Regions from separate parts of the Bos taurus genome. Here region 1 is linked to region 2. The links are chromatin contacts, called in public Hi-C maps. All regions are on one chromosome and are shown on one strand. The core of a region is the stretch at or near the end of the contact, and the rest is flanking DNA. Distances in the headings are between cores, read along the strand shown. Region 1 has its middle 56 kb from the start of FLVCR2. Region 2 holds the start of FLVCR2 (feline leukemia virus subgroup C cellular receptor family, member 2).

The links. Hi-C and Micro-C count contacts between places; a contact is called where the count stands out from the background.
Region 1: a contact with region 2 is called in a Hi-C map of liver, with 3 times the contacts expected there. The contact joins the enhancer-like site here to the promoter of FLVCR2 in region 2. A contact is called at or near these places in 3 of 11 Hi-C or Micro-C datasets (blastocyst, liver and skeletal muscle).

What each region holds. Positions count from the first base shown.
Region 1 is chr10:86,819,095-86,822,353 of ARS-UCD2.0, reverse strand. It overlaps a transcript of FLVCR2 not described here. Among named protein-coding and RNA genes, the nearest start is that of FLVCR2, 56 kb to the right of the region's middle. Within about 2 kb of position 1,778, at least 5 of the 102 cell types and tissues checked have an H3K27ac peak or open chromatin away from gene starts, as enhancers often do. A contact at or near this core is called in liver, where this site is marked.
Region 2 is chr10:86,762,993-86,766,621 of ARS-UCD2.0, reverse strand. It overlaps FLVCR2 (feline leukemia virus subgroup C cellular receptor family, member 2), which reads right to left and starts at 2,090. Exons shown (of 11, transcript NM_001192143.1): 1 at 2,032-2,090; 2 at 1,332-1,941. The coding sequence starts at 2,090.

The sequences.
Region 1 (3,259 bases), core at 529-3,028, 56 kb before region 2:
AAGGAAATTTTATTCTCCATACTTATCCTTTCTGAAGAGCAACCTTAAGTCTTCTAAGGGTTCACAAACACACTGCTCTCTAGGACTCAGGAGTTGGGTCATTTTCTGATGACGGTGAGGCTGCTTTGACCTGACTGTGATGTATCCGTGGCTTTACTCCAGTTACTCCAGCTAACCTGACAGATGAGTGTGTGATGAGTAATACCACAGGTGGTTCTGTCCACTTTGCAGTCAGCTGGTGCTCAGGCCCTTGTCCTCCACATGTTTTAAGAGGATGCAATGTCCAGGCTGGAAAGGATGTAAGGAAGATTTGCTAGAAGCAAATTCATGAACAGAGGTTTGTATTGTGCCTAGAGTTTGAACATAATTGGTAACTGCTATATCTTCCGGAGTATTTATACAGTGTCCCTCATGGGCAGACACATGGAGTGGCCTACCATACAATAAAAAGAGGCTAATTTTAAGCCTGCTTCTGGAAGCCACTCTGATCCATAGTGGGGCAACTGTCAAGCCCTAACCCCAAGTTAAATTAGACTCAACATATATTTGCAATGCTATTTAATGTAGAATTCATTTTCTCTGTTATTCCTATTGAATGTGCACTCCAGAATGAATATAGCTTTCCGTTAATTTGCAGTGGTTTGGACATCTATTGGGTTATGCTAGAGAAAACAGCAGGCCCATTATCACTTTGAAGGGTGCTAGACTATCCAGTGGAGAAGGCGATGGCACCCACTCCAGTACTCTTGCCTGGAAAATCCCATGGATGGGGGAGCCTGGTGGGCTGCAGTCCATGGGGTCTCGAAGAGTCGGACATGACTGAGCGACTTCACTTTCACTTTTCACTTTCACGCACTGGAGAAGGAAATGGCAACCCACTCCAGTGTTCTTGCCTGGAGAATTCCAGGGACAGCAGAGCCTGGTGGGCTGCCGTCTATGGGGTCGCACAGAGTCAGACACGACTGAAGCGATTTAGCAGCAGCAGCAGCAGACTATCCAAATTGGGGGAAATTTTCCTTAAACGTGGCTTTCACCACTTTGGAGGCTTTTTCAGTCCTGGTGCCTCCACCAGTCCTGAAAAAGACCACCAGTACTAGCAGGAATCTGAAATTTCCTGTGGCTCAAGGCACTGAAGTCAAGTCTATTTGTCAGTCCTCGGCACAGGCTCCTGTGTTGGGTCCCTGTCTGGGGAGATCTGACAGCAGTCTTTGGGTTGTTTTTAGTACAAATCAAGCAATTTTGAGAGATCACTGGATGGTCCTTTGTAGGTTGATGATGAAGCTCAGTCACTCAGTTTTGTCCACTTCTTTGTGATGCTATGGACGTTAACCCACCAGGTTCGTCTGTCCGTGGAATTTTTTTCTTAATATATGTATTTTATTGATGTATCATTGACTTGCAATGTTTCAGGCACACAGCAAGGTGATTCAATTACATATGTACATACACAGATAGTACAAATATTATTTTCAGATTATCTCCCATTATAGGTTATTACAAGATATTGACTGTAGTTCCCACTGCTATACAGCTAACCTTTGCTGCTTTTTGTGTATCTATTTTTAAAATTCAGCCTCCTCCTGGAAATCTTGCAAAGATAAGCTGTGCAGGAAAAGTGCCTGAGTTATCTCCCTGCCTCCTGGTCCTCTCTCCTGCTTCCCTACTGGGCCTCCCACCCTTTCCTGCAGCTGCCTCGGCCACGGCAAAGTCCAGAGTCCACGGAAACTGCTCTCGTTCATAGTGTGCAATCCCTTCCTCCCTTCTGCGAAGGTCACTGAGAAGTAGGGGGAGGCAGGGGTGGAGACGGTCTCAGGGGCGTGGTACCCACTCTTCCAGGTCTTCCTTCAACAGTGCATCCGGAGCCCTGACTACATGCCTGGCACTGGTCCAAGCACAGAGGAAGGAACAGTGAACACAGTGACAAGGTCCCCAAAGTGAAGTTTACAGTCCTGTGGGGAAGACAGTCGGTGGATAAACAACAATCACAACATCGTGTAAGGCAGCAAGACAGAGTGAGGTGGCAGGCAGGGGAGGCCTCTCTGGAGAGGGGATGTTTGAGCTGAAGTGAGGAAACAAGTCATACGGACATCTGCAGCCAGTGCACCCCAGACACAGGGACTGGCAGGTGCTATGGCCCTGCGCTGGGAACATGCTTGGCACATTCAAGGCACGGCAGGGAGGTCGTGTGGCTGGAGCAGAGAGACTGAACAGAACCATGGAGGACAGACGGTCAGATAGGAAGGTGGGGGCCACAGTGCATGGGGTCTTGTGGGCTCTGGTGAGGTCTGGGCTGTGGTTGAGGTAAGAAGCTAGGAGAGGGTCTGAAGTCGACTGATGTGGTTGACATGCACTGTGAAAGGATCACTCGGAATGGAAAGTTGCTGGAGCCACTGATCCGGCCTTGAGTTGCAGTCTCCACGTGGACAGACAGTAACGTCTGCAGCCTCGTCTTTAAAAACTAACCCACTGGCATGGTAACATCGATGTCTACAGAGGACCACCTTCCACAGTGTGGAGGACCGCCTCCTCTACCCCGAGCCCCCACCCCTCCAGCCTGTTCCCACCACCAAAGCCATCTCTGTCCCAACCAGTGACAAGGCAGACCACACGGAGGATATTTTATTACTTTAATACATCTGGTGTTACAAATAGAAAATACTAATTATGATTTCAAATAAAACGATGGTTTCAGTAAACATTTTGTTTATAAAATTAAGAGACTCAAGAGTAAACACTTTCTCCTTATGAAAAAGTAAGGCACCTTCATTTTCCACCTCCTTTCCACCCCTAACTCAGTCCTTGCACCAGAAGTGTGTACTTCTTCTTTTATGTACAGAGTGCTGTATACACACACACACACACACACACACACACACACACAACAGCTGCCCTCGGGCAGTGGCCCAAGCACCCAGCACCGCTCCCACGCAGGCAGCTCCAGTATGCTGAGCCCGGGGCAGTGGCCACAACAAAACAGCACAGAGGTTGTGATCACAGAGCGCAAAGCCCGTGAGAAACAACCAAAATGTCTTATTTTGAGGAGATTCTCCCCGAGCCCGTGAGCCAGACAGCAGGTGAGGCAGGAGAGGGCAGCTTGGGCTGGCTGAAAGGACATGTGTGTGTGTACGCTCACTCATGTCTGACTCTGTGACTCCATAGCCTACAGCCTGCCAGGCTCCTCTGTCCATGGGATTCCCCAGGCAAGAATACTGGAGTGAGATGCCATTTCCTGCCCCAGGAGATCTTCTCGACCCAGCGA
Region 2 (3,629 bases), core at 841-3,340:
TCTTCTGAACGGTCAAACCCACAGGTTAAAGAAAACTGGGTAGAGGCTTTTCTGTTGCCTGCTTGTGCTGAGAAGGCCTGTCTGTTGCTTTCACTGACTGCTTACACTATTACCCAAGTGGCAGGACTTACTGGCCTGAAAAAATTTAGCTCAAGTTACCTTTCTGGTGGTAAAGATGAACAGAATGACAATTAACCTTTAGAGAAGTTTGGAAGTTTCTGACCCAAAGAAGAACTTTCTAAATGAAAGCTTAATCGTTCTAAATCAGCAGTTCCCAACCTTTTGGCACCAAGGACAGGTTTCGTGAAAGACAATTTTGGCACAGGCTGGGAAGGGTGGATGGTTTGGGGATGATTCAAGCTCATCACATTTACTGCACACTTCATTTCTCATCTAATGCCACCGCTGATCCGACAGGAGGTACCTGTCCATGGCCCAAAAGTTGAGACCCCTGTTCTAAACGTAATAAACAAGGAAGAGAAAACAAGCCTTCAAGAACTAAGGGTTCCTGGTCATTTGTTAGATGTGTCACCAAAACTGCATGCGCTTTGGAAGAAGTGAGACCCACCCCCCCACCAAGGCAGTGGTCCAGATAAAGAAGGACCCCGTAAATAGCTGCTTCAGCCTTTCGGACACAGGGATCAGACTCACAATAAGCCCACTTTTCTGGATTTAATATTCTCCTTCCCCTAAGGAGGAAAGACAAAGGATTAAGATATGAACTTTCCAGGCCTTCCCATGGCTTCTAGGCCTTAGAAATTCAGAGCAAGAATTTGATTCCATCCTCCTGGACTTGACTCTAACTCTCAGGGTAGGCATTTGACATCAAGCACTGCTCCCACTGTCCTGGCTCCAGCTGTGTATAAAGAAGGTGAGCGCAGCGCCAGCGTTGCTCTTGCCTTTTCACGCGGTGTAGGAGATGCTGCACTCTGGGAAAGCTGGTTGGACAGGCAAAAAACACCGGCCAACCTCCGATGACACAGAATAGTCTGACAGCCAGGGGCTATTTCCTGAGAAAGAAGAGCTATCCTGTTCAAGCTGGTGAAGTAAGTTCAGGAATGAGATCATAAAGACAACATGTGTTCCAGAAGCACGGTTTCTGCTGGAGGAAGAGAAACTGCCGTGACAGCAAAGGCCCTTCCTTTCGTTTCCCCACTTCTCTTACATACTCGCTCGGTCACAATCATCCACTCACTCAGTCACACCCAGCCACAGTCAGCCAGAGTCACAAACACTGCTGAAGTCGGAAAGCTAGTCTTCACACAGTGAAGCAGTTTGGTACAATGAACACCCTCAGTTCTGCAGTGAACGCCACCCACTCCTCTACCCACCTGATTGCCAAAGACAGCTATGGAGCAGGCGGTTGACACCTCATTAGCCCCGAACCAGACGGAAGCAATGCGGGAGGGCATACCCAGGATGAAGACCTGGGCCACGGAGCAGATGACCTGGCCCAGCACCGTGACTGGGAAGAGATGCGGCTTCAAGCTGCCCAGCTTCACCCAGGCTCCCAGGCAGTTGAGAGCAGAGCCAGTGAGGGCGATGGTCCGCAGGCCAAATTTCTCTAAGAGCCAGGCCACCGGCAGGAGCAGAGGGATGTAGGTCAGCATGTAGCACATGGACAGCCAGTCGATGGCAAAGGCACTGACCCCGTAGAAGTTCATGAAGATGTTATTGATGGAGCCGTACTGGATCCACTGGAAGGCGTTGCACATGGAGTAGCAGCTGAACACCAGGACCACCGCCCACCGGCGCTTGCTCACCTTGATCACGCTAAGATCTTCAGGGCCCGAGCTACTTGGTTGGATCAAGCCACTGGGTTGAGCCAAGGTACTTGGGTGGGCCGAAATACTAGGGTATACAGAGACACTGGGGTGGATTGAGACGCTGGGGTGGGCCGAGACGCTGGGGTGGATCGAGACGCTGGGGTGGGCCGAGACGCTGGGGTGCATCGAGACGCTGGGGTGGGCCGAGACGCTGGGGTGCATCGAGACGCTGGGGTGGACTGAGAAATTGGGGTGCTCCTGGAGCGCCGAAGTTTGCGAAGGGGTGCCATCGTGGTCCTGTTGGTTAGGGTCTTCATTCACCATGACCGCAGCCTCTCCTGGCACTCTAAGCAGGTGCTGACAACTCGAGTCGACTTAAAGGACAGTGGTGTCGCCTGGTCAGCTAGAGCTGACGTGGCACTTGCCCAGCCTGCTCCGGAGGAATAAACTGAGTCCCCAGCCTGCGTAAAAGCCAGCGAGTGGGGCTCTTCAGCTCAGCCCCAAGCTTCGGTTCTCACTTTCCCTTGGCGTCCTCAGTCCCTGACAGCTGTCCCCCAGACCGGCTGCACACCGGCCTGAGCCAGGTCCTGGCCGCTGGTGCCTTGAGTGCCTCGGAGGCGTCCTGCCACCTTCAGCCCCTCGGTCCTGGTCAGTTTTCTCCCGGCGGCGCAGCCACTCGGCTGCGACTCGGATTGCTCCTCGGGCGGCTTGCGGCCTCGCCCCCTCCGCACACGTGACCGCCCCGCCCCCGCCGTGCGCGGCTTCCACCCCCCTACGAACCCCCCACCCCCACTCCCACCCCACCCCACCCCACCCCGCCCCCACAGCCTCCAGCCTTCTCTAGCCGCTGGCCGGACAGTACAGTTGTTTCGCCACCGCTTGCGGGTGCATTCCTCCCCCCCACGCCCCAGGCACCATGGAAACCGCCCGGTTAACCCCCTCACCCTGGCACTGCTTTCTCAAATTCATTTGCCCCCTCCCGGGGCACTCTGCAAGAAAATGCCCTTCGCTTTTGCGAAGGTAATCCTCTAAAGAGAGTCTCCTCCCTGTCAGTCCGCATTCCCTGCGCGCCCACACGGATGCCCGGCGCCTCCAAACGGCTCTGTGGTATCCAAGAGGGATTCTCGACTTTTGCCCACTTGGCTGAGCTCCTCAGCCCTTGTTGGACTTTCGGAATAAAGACAGATCTGTAGATTTCCCGGGCTGGTTGCGCTCCTGGGGTAAAGGCGAGAAGCGCAAACTCACTTTCCCTCTTTGCTTTCCCTGCGAACTTGGTCTTACATTGGGGAACTTCAGATTTGAACCTGTTGAGTAGGACTCTTCTTTTTTCATGGATCCCCGGGCGGCCTCCTAGGCGACAACTTGAGGGCGGAAAAGAGAGGGGAGTTCTAAGACGCTGAAGACCCAGCGCAGGTTTTGTGGTGAGGTGCCCAGCACAGCGCACGATAAGTGGCCTCTGCACGCATGCAGCCCTATGCTGCCCCCTGCTGGTGCACAGCCCATTCTGCAGAGAAGCCCTCAAGTCAGGGCCTCTGGAAGGTCAGGCCTGCGGTGATTGCAGCCCTAGGGAGGAATAAGGGCCCAGATCTTCCCTGGGTTCAAACACCGACTTAGCTGCTCCCAGGCCTGTTTAGTAAACTAAGATACCCCAACCTCTCTGTGCCTCAGTAGCTTGGAAAATCAGTAAAACAGGGATGATGAAATAATAGTACCTACCTCACAGAGTTGTTTTGAGGCTTGGATAAGTTAAGGCTTGAAAGCTCTTTAAACATTCCTGGCAGATGATAACCCTTCCCAGAGTGTCGGATATCCTAACAATTAAAAACTGAACATTTCTATTGTGCTAGAAATGTATACTCTGTT